Linked DNA regions of Zea mays: region 1 is linked to region 2. A link is a contact called in public Hi-C data. All regions are on one chromosome and are shown on one strand. Each heading gives the region's core, a stretch centred on a gene start, on an enhancer-like site or on the middle of the called end of the contact. The rest is flanking DNA. Distances are from core to core; before and after follow the strand shown.

Region 1 (6,277 bases), core at 1,087-3,586, 130 kb before region 2:
AATATGGTCCAAAACGACGTTTTACAACGTTTAAATCCACGTTTTGGCGTACTAAACTGTAAAACTCAGTGTTTCATGCGTTTTAGACCATTAGCTAGTTTTGGGTCCAGTTCGGTCCAGTCTCCACATGCTTGCCCTACTCCTCTGCCCTGAAGCCCGATGGCTAGCAGCACACCACTCTGCTCTCTGTCGCCGCCGCCTGAAGGTGATGTTGCTGTTGTCCGCGCGTACCGACTCTCCCTCCCTCTGCGCCGAGTGCGCCCTCTCCTTCCACAGCGTGTGCAGTCGCTTCTCAGCACCGTGTGTCGCAGTCGGCGCCATCCGTACCGCTCCTCTCCCTCCATGCTGCCCTCTCCCTCCACGTATTTGTTTACTAGCAACCAGTGGCCAGCACTCAGCAGTCGACTCCTCTCAACCTTTCTACCTCTGCTTTTGTAAGCCTCTAGCCTCTCTGTTTTGGTATTTAACTTCATGTTATTGTCTAAAATTATAATCTATTGATATTTTTGTATGTTGTTTAAAACTACATTTAAACTTCGTTTAAACGTTTAAAAGTCAAAACTTCACCCATGAGTGTTTAAACATTTTGTCGTTTTAATAACCTTGCATAGAACCAAAGGATTGTCAACTAAATGGTTTTCGTTCGCATGGGCCTCTATAGCAATTGATATCCAGGGCCATTGAGTTACCACAAGATGAATGTTTACAACGTACCTCTAGATTCAGGAAGCTGAAGTTCCACAATTACACCATGATGCAACTCCACTCTGGGTACCGCACTTCCTCTATAGATAACTTTAGAGCTGAGGAAGTTCTTGTGGGTTCTCCATCGATGCCCTTAATATCATGCCTGCTCTCCGCTTCTTGTCATCCTTTGCTTCCTCTTTCAGGAATGAAGGATCTTCCCTCAGGTCCAGGGCTCTTGAGTTCAGAGCTGCAGCAAATGGCTTCTTTCCAAATCCAATCTTAAGATGCACCCGAGCCCTCTCCTTTGGAACGATGTTCCTTTGATTTTGATCCAACCCTGCCCCAGCATCGAACTCTTTGATGGTTCTAGCTTGGATAGCTGGCGCAAATGCCTCAAGGACAGAGGGTTTCTTCTTTTCAGGAGGCATATCAACCTCAGATACATACTTCTCTCCAGGCGGCAATGCTGGCTCAAGAAATGGGTTTCTCTTTGTCCCAGCTGCCTGTATCTCCTTCCCCTTCTCTGCGTTATCCTGCGCCACAGCAGCTACTGGACGAAACCCATCCGCACCTGCCATAGCCAGCCTTTGCTGCAAGCTGAGCAGGGACTTCTCAGCCTTCCTCCGTTGCCGCACCTGCTCCACCTTGTCAACCCTGTCCTTGGTCGCCGGTGGCTCAACCCACACCTCCGTACTCACATACGTGTGCGGATCCGGGAACACGGGCAACCACTCCGGCACGTGCCTCATCCCAGTCTCCCGCCCCGCCACCGCCAAGCTGGCAGTGGGCTGCGGCTGCACGCGCTGGACGGGGAACCTAGGCAGCGGACGCGCGAACGGCACCTCGTCCTTGGAGTCAACGAACGCCATAAGGTCCCTGACGACGCCGGAGCTGACGAGGCAGTGGCCCGTGGCCGCCGCGCCGGCGAAGCCGTCCGTGTCGGCGCCGACCTCCTCGAGCGCCTGGATGACGTCAAGCTCGTTGGCGAGCGCGCGTCCGGCGAGGTTGGCATGGAAGGCGGCGGACCGACCCAGGTGCGTGATGTAGCGCAGGAGGATGTCGACGACCGCGTCCACCGCGGAGCGGTGCGCGCAGTCGAACCCCGCGGCCTCCAGCGCCTGCGCCACTGCGGCACGCGCCACCGCCCGCCCGAAGTCGTCCCCGCTGCCGCTGGCTCCGCTCATATCCCCGCCGCTTCTCCTCCTCGCCACGTTTTCCAGGCACTCATGCCGCCGACGCGCCGAGCAGCGCGGGTCACAGATCCGGACGGCGCTAGGGTTCAGATCCCTCTGACTGCGCCACCGCCCGACCTGAATCGGTTGAGCCACGCTCAGCAACGCATCGAATCGAGCTCACCCAGCTCGCTCTCGCTCCCGGCTGGCGGGCTGGGTGATTCGAGCTGGAACGCTCTCGCTCCCAGCTGGCCGGGTGGGTGATTCGAGCTGGAATTCAAATTCAAGCTCCAAACGGTTGATTAAAATTCGTGGCGGGGCGAAGCGGGCCGGATTGGGCAGTAAATCGAGCGGGTGAGGGGAAGCGGCACCGGTGAGACAGGGAGACGGAGATGGCGGTGCCGGTGCGCAGGTCTCGTCTTATAGAGGAGGAGGCGGCAGGGGGTGGGCTGGATGTATTCGCGCGTGCTCCAGGCGGACTGGCGGAGCAAGGAGGGCACACCGTACACGTGGCTAGTCGCCGACTGGACCCGCCTCTCGCCGGGTAGACGCTTTCCAACGAGGAAAGCGCTTTACACATCCAGCACTTTTGGGCCAGGACCAGACCAGCCCAACACATAGCAAGCGGACACTTCGGGGGTGTTTGGGAACAAAGTTTTTCTGCAGTTTTGGAAGAATACTGCAGTATTCTCAAATACTGCAGTATTATATACATAATGGTGTTTGGCAAGCTGGGTAAAATCTCTGTTTTCAAAACTGAAGTATTGCAAATACTATAGTTGTTTTAAGGCATTCTAAACTTAGCTCTGGACCTCAGTTTTCAAAACTGCGGTATTATAAACTACGGTATTGTCATAACTAAAGTATAGTATAGTATTTCAAAAACTGTGGTTTTCAAAAACTTTGTTCCCAAACAGGGCCTTCTCTCTGCTCCTTACAGAAGTTTCATCGTGGATTCTGTGTCACTGTTGGAACTCACTAACCGGCAGTCAGCCGAACAGTGGAAGAATAGGAAATAGTTTGATACCGTTTAACATAAAGTATTAGGATTATAGTGTTTTTCTCCGTCCCCCGCAATGGTGCGGTGTAGGGGTATTTATAGATAACCGAGGGTCGGTCCTACCCCGTCAAAGACAATCGTACCCTCGGTTACCTACGTTATCCTCGGAATATTCCCCTTTGGGTTAAAGTGGGTAATTACAGCGTAATTAATTACAAAATCCGCTAACAACCCTACCCGTATAGCGGCCTACGAGCTAGATCTCACGGCGTGGGCCGACTACACATGGGCCCCCCTATTACAATTGGTGGTAGATCACACCGCATGGTCTTCGCAGTCTAGATCCGTTGTCGACGGAACTCTCGATGGTCTTCGCTCTGGTGGAGGATGGTCTTCACTCTGGTGGAGGGGGTGCCCGAGTCTTCGCCCGAACTCTTCGTGTTCTTCGAAGTGCGGTCGCTCTTGAGGCCTCCGTGCCCTCCAGTCCTTGACCCTTTGTCGTTGTGGTTTCCCGAGCGAGGGGGCGTTGAGCCTTCGCCCCAACAGTCACACATGGTATGTAGATATGGATGGCAACGGATACATTTTACCCTGTACCCATGGGTAAAACACCTATAGAGTGTGGGTTTGAGTATGTATCCACATGTATGGCTGCGGGTTTGATTCTCAATCTGATGAGTTTTTTTCTCACAGATATAAAAATATTGTATCAGTCCCCACACGCGTCGCGTCTTATTGCCTCCATGCGGGGGCAGCGCTCGCTTTTTCCTTTTTTGGCATTCCTGCAATGCTCCAATGCATAGGTGCATGCATGGTTAGTATTTTTTTACTTTTTCCTTTTTCGGCACGCAACACAAAATTCTCGCATGCATGGCTAGACTTTTTTCTTTTTTTATGTTATCGCTGAGTAATAGATGCAATTAATAATATTATAGTCATTAGTACGTAATTTTACAGCAGCAATCGCTCAGTAATAGATGCGGACAGTAATTTTACTGCAGTCATCGCTCAAAAATAGATGGAGTCAGTAATATTGCAGTCATCATCAGTAATTTTACTGCAGTCATCGCTCAATAATAGATGCAGTCAGTAATATTGCAGTCATCAGTAAGTAATTTGACAGCAGCAGTCGCTCAGTAATAGATACAGTCGGTAATATTACAGTCATCAGTCAATAATATTGCAGTCATCAGTCAATAATATTTTCATCAGTGAAGAAATGTTCGGTTATAACCGATGAAACGTTAAGTTATTACCGACGAAACGATCGGTTATTACCGGTGAAGCGTTGGGTTATTACCAACGAAACGCTCGGCTATTACCGATGAAACGTTGGGTTATTACCGACGAAGCGTGTAGTTATTACCGACGAAGTGTCGGGTTATTATCGACGAAGTGTTCGGTTATTAGTGATAAATCTGAACAACTGATGAAGTGATAAAAAGGAAAAAAGGCGCCCTCTAGGAAGGTGGAGCTTGTGTGGGGTGGATGACCTAGTTGGGAGCGCGCGACGGGTGGAACTGGTCCGGGTGAAGCTTCACCCTAGTGACAAATAGAGCTAGCATGTGTGTGTGTGTGTTTGTGTGTGTGTGTGTGTGATTATGTGCTCGTGGGTATACCACGTGTTTGTGGTACCCGTCGTCGTAGGTAACGGGTATATGTGCGGGTTTGTAAACCTTTACCCACGAGTTTTAAACCCGATGCCATCCCAATATGTAGATTTTTTTCATCACTTCTCGTCTACCAATAGACCCATTGTCCCATACATATAGGCCGTGAAAAAACACGAAGCCTAATACGAGCATGTCCTTTCCCCCACTTCTTGCATATGAGTGGGTCATTACTCTAAATATGGACCGTGAGAAACCACCAAACCCAACACGATAGTAAGTCGCACGCAACACAACGTTCACACACAGTACTGTCCTGCTAACTGAAGGAGAACTAGCGATCGAGCAAGCTATAAAAAAAGGGTTGGAGTCCTTTTTAACTCATATCATTATCGATCTTTTGGCTAAGATAAAGTGTAATATTTGATGTTATCAATTTAATATCTGGTATAATAAACATATATTCACTTTGATATTAAATTTATCTATGACGGATATTTTTATGAAGATAGTTCATCATACTATCTTATTGGACCATCGTGTGGTTGTGTGTTTGCAACGCACACGTATTATACTAGTGCTTGTGAGTTGTGACATGATCACGATAAAGATTTTACTACCACTAGGCTTACATACATGATCACATAAGATGCTCTATCCAACCGGCTATGCATTGTGATGATCATGTTGGTGTCTTTTTGGGCGTCAATCACTGCGTGAGAACCGCGCGGCGGTGCTCTCTGCACAGGCGCGGACGGTCCGAGGCCAGGGGCCGGACGGTCCACGACCTGGAACAGGGCTAGGGTTTCCTGCTTGATGGGTCGGACGGTCCGCGTGTGCGCAGGGGCGGCGAAGGTCGCCGGCGGCGCCTGGATCTCACTATCGGGAGGGACCCCGTCGGGGAGGAGAGATCCTAGGTGTTGTCTAGGCTCGGCAGGCCGACCTAGACTCCTCTAATCGACGTAGAGTCAAACAGAAGCGGAGAATTTGGGGATCGGAAGACTAAACTAAAACTAGACTAGAACTACTCCTAAGATAAAATGTGAATTGTATTGATTGTAGGTTCGATTGATGTTTCAAATCGGTCGTATTCCTCTGTATTTATAGAGGAGGGGGGCTGAACCCATTACAAACAAAATTCCCAAGCTAATTCCGCGAATCTAGCCAACAACCTTAGCAAGAAACTCAGAACCCTAATTGGCCCTGCGCGCGCACGGACCGTCCGGACCACCGGTGCGGACCGTCCGACCGCTCATTTTGGTGCTCAACATATGCCCCTGTCTTTTGTTGGAGCTGAGCGAACCAAAAGCAACTAACTCGATGTGATCTCATCGGTTTTCTTAAGCATCTTGCCACATACTAGGATGGTACTACTTGAGGAAACGCTCATTCAAAGCTTTGGGCAAATCTTTGCCTTGTAATGTTTGCAATAAATAGGCATTACCAGATATTACCTGTGTTACTTTGTATGGACCCTCCTAGCTTGGCAACCACTTCCCAAACTTTCGGTTTTTGTTTCTTAGAGGCAAGATGGTCTTCCATACTAGGTCCCCTACCTGAAATGATTTAGCTTTGACCTTCTTGTTATAGGCCTTGGCTACCATGATCTTGTCCTTTGCTATTTCTCCTATGGCTGCCACTCTTTTATCAGTCACCTCATCAATATTGTCCATCATCATATTATAATAATCACCGACAGTTAAGTCATTTTTCCTGGCGATCCTGACTGCATTTAAACTTATCTCCATGGGTAAAACTGCTTCCTGCCCATAGACAAGCTCAAATGGAGAAACTTTAGTAGCACAGTG
Region 2 (6,435 bases), core at 143-2,642:
AAAAAAAACTAAACCAAAATGACATGGACCCGTCAGACATCTCCTCACAGAGTATTCTTTAGCTAGCTCTCTGCAAATCTGAGTCTTTTTATCTTTTTTTTCTTTGAAAGCGCTTCGGCTATCTCCACTCTCCAGCAACCTCACACCCTTTCTTACACACTCTATTTTAAAAATCGCTTTCTAAACGCGCACTCTACGATACAAAACAATGTTTTATATGATTATATGTATTATCTGCTGAGCACAACCTTAGGGGGTGTTTGGTTGCTCCTGCTAAAGTTTAGTCTAGATCACATCAAGCGTTTGACTTTTAAATAGAAATATGAAATATATACCCAACCAACTGGACTAGATTCGTCTCGTCTTTTAATCTTCGGCTGACAAATTAGTTTTATAATCCGACTACATTTAATACCCGGAACGAAGGTTCAAACATTCGATGGAACAGGGGCTAAATTTTAGTTTGGGGTAACCAAACACCCCCTTACATGTACCGTTACACTTAGATACAACATTTTTATTGATATTATTATAATTTTTCTGAAAAAAGAGTTGACCTTATTATAAAGACTGAGTACATTCTGACATTCATACCATGCAATTGGATAATAAAGAAAATACTTGAACGTTCCAGTTCAGTGCATGCAGGCGATGGTGGGCCTGCGTCCATTCCTGGCAGCAAGAGCTGGAAGGACCCATTGACGGCTGGGATGGAAGAAGATTATCTTTTCACTTTGGGGATGATGTAAAGGCTAAGCGTCTCGTCTCTTTTGCCTGTTCCCAGGAAAACAAAGGAGTTGCAGTCCTTGGACACTGTACACAAGGAACCGCCCATTACTACAAGGAAATGCAATGGTTCATATACAACTCACCAGGACAACTCTCAATGACCATAAAATAGCAGTAGTAATTAACGTCCAGAGAGAGAGGTAAATTAGCAACAAGTTAATGACGAGAGACGAGAGACGGCGTCGACATGCACTCCTTCAATTCTTAATTACTACATGCCATTCTGAAATTTCTAGGTGAACAGAGTTTACTTATATTCTGAATGGAATTTGTGTCTAGGTATATGGAAAGAACGATATATCTCAATAAATAAGTAAGTAAATAGATACATGCGCCAAGCCGTCGATGCCAATGTACTAGTTTGTTTGTGCGGCGTTTTCATACACGCCAACAAATCCGTTGCTTTTGCGAATGAAGGTTTCTCTCTGACCGTTTGTTCGTGTCGCGTCATGAATTTCTTTTCCCTACCAGCAGTAAACTCTTTACCGCATTTATACGTGGCTCAAGAACTAACTATGTTCTGCTCCAGCAATTTCTTGCATAAATTTCTTATCTTTTTTTCCCGTGCTGTCGTGGTCCTGTACTGTATACTCCTGTGCTTGGTGGTTTGGCTCCTCGGGATGTTCTTCCTGCCTGCCCTGCCCCCTCCGGACCAAACCCAAGCGCCCAAATCCGACCCCCCCAAATGCCTTCTCTGTGATGGTCTGATTCTGATGGATGCTCCCCACCTGCTCTAGCGGTCTAGCCCCAGCTCGCGCCGCCTCGCTTCCTCCGTTCGCGACGCCGGCATTTCGTGGCGCCTTATCCTTCTCTGCCCTTCTGGTGGGTGAGATAAAGGGGCAGCGGGTTGTTTTTTCTGAAGGTTTCGCGGCCACTTCCAGCCGGATCCACGGCCGCGGCCACCGCCGCCGCTCCCTCGGCCTGGTGGAGAGGAGGGGTGATCCATCCGAAGGTGGCGGTTCCATTTCTTGTTTTCCTGGTGAGTAATCCTAGGTTGCTTGCTTGTATAGATGGTTCTTGGTAGTTCTGTCCTGATGGGCTGCGGCCGCGAGCAGAGAGTCCGAGTCTTTCTCGCTTTCCGCCCAGATTTTCAGCACCGATGCTCGTTGCCAAAGCGTGGGGTGCGGTTTATTGTTTTCCCTGAAATTTTGTGGTTCAATGAATGGCTGAACCAGTATTAAATCATCAGGCAGGTCTACATATGCTATATGCTTATCTTTAATGTTGATGAGTTGAAGCTTTGTGCTTGGTCTGATGCTCTAACCAGGTTTTGTTTATGTAGATTGCCTGAGTAATTGTGGACATGAAGAGACTTCTGTGGTGCTGTTGAAGAATTAGTGCCAGTCTCGATTTCTCCTGATGGATAAGCAGGGCAACGCCAAGAACGGGGAAGTGGGGAACAATGTGTTTCACAGGATGATTCTTAATCAGTTTGCTGGGGACTTAGGTCTCGACGAGGACAATGTGCCTTGCAATACTCCAAGAAACTCCGCTCGCTCTGCATTTGGTGGCAGGGCAGTTGCTTCTACTAGCAGCAACCACAGCACTGATTCATTGAGCCCAGGCGAATATGTGAGGGATCCTGGATCCCTTCTAAGTTTACAACCATGGATTTTTAGAAGAAACGGCTCACAGAACCATGGGGAAAGTGTGCTTGCGAGCGGTAAGGGCAAGAATCGGGTCGATGTCCTTCGAGAGGGTCATGCTGTTGGAATCTCACCAAGGAGTCCTGGTCTTGGTTCTGGGCCTGGAAGAGGTTGTGGAGCTGTTAGGAGCAGAAGATCTCGTTCGAATTTGATGAAGCCACTTGTGCCAATGGACAACTCCTACGTCCCACAGCTTTACAGTGAGAACTTTGAAATCGAAGAATGCACATTTGCTCCAGCTCCTTCCCCAGCTTCTGCTAGGCCATTCATTGTGACAGATGGTACAAGGATAATTAGTAAATCACGCTATGAGCCAGTACCTCTGCCCTTTAATATCGGAATAGACAAGGAGGAATGTAGAGGCACCTCAGCGATGCTAGGAGGTCTGATTGGAATTGTTCCTCTACCTGAGTTGAAGAAACTCAAACATGAGTGCAGAAATTCACATGATGGAAGGCTTGGTCTGTCTGGTTCTCAGCGAAGTAGCAGCTCACATGAACAAGCAGGTACTTACTTTCAACATCATTCCTCAACGTTTGCTACATGATTATAGCCGAGGAATCCCATGCTTGGAATAATTAGCTTCCAAAATGTTCTCCCTATCATAGACTATGCATTAAATGGAAGTGAGTCAAATACTGCATTCCTTGGGCATTTCGACACCTTCATTTTCATTCGTATTTCTACAAGGTGATTTTTGCACATGCTTTCCTTTTGCAACATTGGTAGTACAGTTCTGTTTTGGTCTAATTTCATAGAACAACTATGTAGTAAAGATACAATCTGTTGCCTTATAGTCAGTGGCGGACCCAGGAACTGATGACAGCCTAGGCGAGAATACGGTGTGATCCCCACGCCTGTGCTCGTGCCACGTGCTGCTTGCTTCCGTGCACTGTGCTCGCGCCTTGCCCTCCATTGCAGCCGGCGAGCCAGCCCAGGCCACCGCCTGCGGTGCCTGGGTGGTGAGTCCGCCCCTGCTTATAGTGCACATGAGGTTTTGTGGACACTCATGTGTCCCAGTTACCTCTTTTACTGTGCTGCTAACGACTTTACTTGTAGTAAAACCCAACCGGTAAGGTTATATTGAAGGGTGACTTCTCTGTATGAATGGCACGCTTCAATGATTTCATGCCATTTTGATTTTTCTCTCCCCTTTGACGCATTTGGCACGTCCTAAATATGCATATTTGATCTGCAGGTTTACATGATCGATTCCTCCTATTCTCTACTGGGGTGAGCATTGGTATTCTATGGTCTTCTCTGTCAAACAAGAAGGAATTTGATACGCTGAAGGGCACACTAAAACGAATGGAAAACTTAGTTCAGGATTTACAAGATGAACTGGAGATGAAAGAGGGTTTAACTGTGAAGGAATTGCCTAATGAAACTTCTAGCGAACATGATGGTAAAGTAACATTTGTTTGAATTTCTCACAACATTTTTAACTTATTCAAACCAAAATCTTATGTATCTTATTTGCTGATAATAGATGATAATAGCAAACCACAAGTAGTTGATTCAGAGGCAATGAGCAAAATTGAAGCGGAGCTTGAAGCTGAGCTTGCAAGACTGGAACTGAATATCACTTCGAAACGTTTGGAAGAAGAAACATCTGACTTCAATGAGGTAACTATCTTTCACAAAAAATATTCCACATAGATCTGTATGTAGCCTAAATTTCTATTTACTGAAATTCTGCATGCGTAGGCTGACAAGGAGTTCATTGGTGACATTGTTTGTGGGGAACTGAAAGCTGATATGGTCCCCCGGGACGTCACAGATTACAGCAGTGAATGTGACTATGGCAGGGACAGCAGGGAAAGTTCCCCAGACTACACATGTGGAGCAAACTATCCCGTCTCACCTAGAGATCTCAGCATTCGTCTCCACAAGGTGATCCAACGTAGGCTTGAAGACCGAGTCAAGGAGCTTGAATCATCAATTGCCCACAGACAGAAGCAGGCGCAACTACAGATGATGGTGACTGATGAAATATTCTCTGAACCGATATGCTCAAACAGTGAATCAGGTTCTTCAGGACGAGGAAGTCCCATTTTCATACAAGAAATTAGCTCCTTGGCAGAACCATATTGTCTAAACCTATCTGGAGACGCGCTTGAAGCTTATGACGAAGCTTACGAAGAATTCATGAGAATTGCGGACTCCCCTTGCACTACAAGTACAAATGGGAAGGCACAGGCAACCGAAGATTACCTGGTAGACCGTGGTTTAATCTGGGGAATGGAGGACAGCTCTACGAAGCTGAAAGAAGTACCCACTTGGGAGAGAGTTCTAAAGAGCACAGATCCTAACAGGGATCAAGAGAGCGATAGAGATGAGTCGGACGACGAAGACGACGACTGTAAAGTGCTGATTCAGCAGATTGTAGAGAGAACTAAACAAGGTTCCCCTGTACTTGTTAACGCTCAAAAACTTCTGTTTTCTGTGGATCAATAGGCCACTTCACTATACACCATTTATTTTTGAGATATAGCATGTAGTGTCGAATTATTATTGAGAAAGGAAAATTATTAATTGTTTTGCGGCTTCTTTTCTCGCGATGTTTTTTTCCCGATGCGTGTTTCAGTTCCTTCCAGGCCTACAAAATGCACATTGGACCTATACATGTCCAAACGGCCGGGCTTGCTGGGCGGCTCGAAACCGGAATGGCACGTTGTAACCCGTGCCGGCCCGGCCCGGTCACAGGGCCATGCCTGGGCTAAAGGCGTGGCGCGACGAGCTAGACCCGACACAGTCCGGTTTTATTTATTTTCTATTTTTTCATATAAATATATATATTATACTTGAATATAGAGTATAAAACACAAGAAACATGTGTTTTTTTGTTGGTTATATGAGTGCAAATAAATATTTAGAGCTAATAAATATGGTTTAAACCATCAAATATACATCTTTTTAGGATATTTTTATCATTTAAACGTCATATACTGTTATGGTCCCGTTAGGCCCGTCGGGTCCGTTAGGCCCGTCGGGTCATGGGCTGGCCCGACACAGTTATTAACCTAGCGGGCTGTTCCTGAGCCTCGGTCGGGTCCTATGGGCTGGCACGACACAGGACGACCCGCTAGCTAATCCGGGCCGGGCCGACACGACCCGTCCATTTGGACATCTATAATTGGACCCCCTTACCAAAAGTCTGCTAAATTTCACAACTTGCCTGTATACTGCTAACAAAGATGACAATGCTGTCCGGAAGAAATTTGGATTTTTACGCACAAGATGCCAAAAACGTCCAAAATAGCATTGAAATCAAGTATAACATATTTTAAGTCTGACTAAGACTTAAAATATATTATACTTGATTTCAATGCTATTTTGGACGTTTTTGGCCCTATGTGCGTAGGCCAACATTCAAAAGGTAGAACGATGCAAAAGCACAAAAATGTTCAAAATAGCATTGAAATTAGGTGTGGCATTAGTACTATTTTTGTGAAGCCAATGTTTTTCTCATGCTCGTATTGTATACAAAGTTTTATTGACTATTTTGATGCCAGCAGAATGAAGTTTTTCAAAATTGAACTTGCTGAAGTTCTACATGTGCAGTACTAGAAGTTCAAAAAAGTGATATACTCTACTAGAAGTTCAAAAATATATCGGTAAGTGTGTGTTAACGCCCTTTTGGAGCGCCAAACACCCAACAAGAATCGTGGCTGTGCTCTCTGGTCAGGTGCGGACGGTCCGCGACCTGGGGCCGGGCGGTCCGCGACCTGGCGCAGGGGCTAGGGTCTCCTACCTGACGGTCGGATGGTCCGCGCGTGCACAGGGGCGACGGAAGATCGCCGGCGGCGCCTGGATCTCGCTCCCGAGAGGGACCCCGTCGGGGAGAAGAGATCCTAAGAGTTGTCTAGGCTCGGGCCGGCCGACCTAGACTCCTCTAATCGACATAGAGTCGAAGAGAAGCGGAGAATTTGGGGATCGAGAGGCTAAATTAGAACTAGACTAGAACTACTCCTAATTGTGCTGGAAATAAATGCGAAAT

Evidence for each region. Hi-C and Micro-C count contacts between places; a contact is called where the count stands out from the background.
Region 1: a contact with region 2 is called in a Hi-C map of ear, with 2.2 times the contacts expected there. The contact joins the promoter of LOC109944834 here to the promoter of LOC100275572 in region 2. A contact is called at or near these places in 5 of 25 Hi-C or Micro-C datasets (bundle sheath, ear, endosperm and 2 more).

The regions. Positions count from the first base shown.
Region 1 is chr3:127,072,288-127,078,564 of Zm-B73-REFERENCE-NAM-5.0, reverse strand. LOC109944834 (transcription initiation factor TFIID subunit 8) reads right to left here and starts at 2,336. Exons shown (of 2, transcript XM_020550301.2): 1 at 715-2,336. The coding sequence starts at 1,871. The coding sequence ends at 798.
Region 2 is chr3:126,941,348-126,947,782 of Zm-B73-REFERENCE-NAM-5.0, reverse strand. LOC100275572 reads left to right here and starts at 1,392. Exons shown (of 5, transcript NM_001149623.3): 1 at 1,392-1,768; 2 at 2,072-2,941; 3 at 3,634-3,840; 4 at 3,925-4,061; 5 at 4,143-4,995. The coding sequence starts at 2,149. The coding sequence ends at 4,892.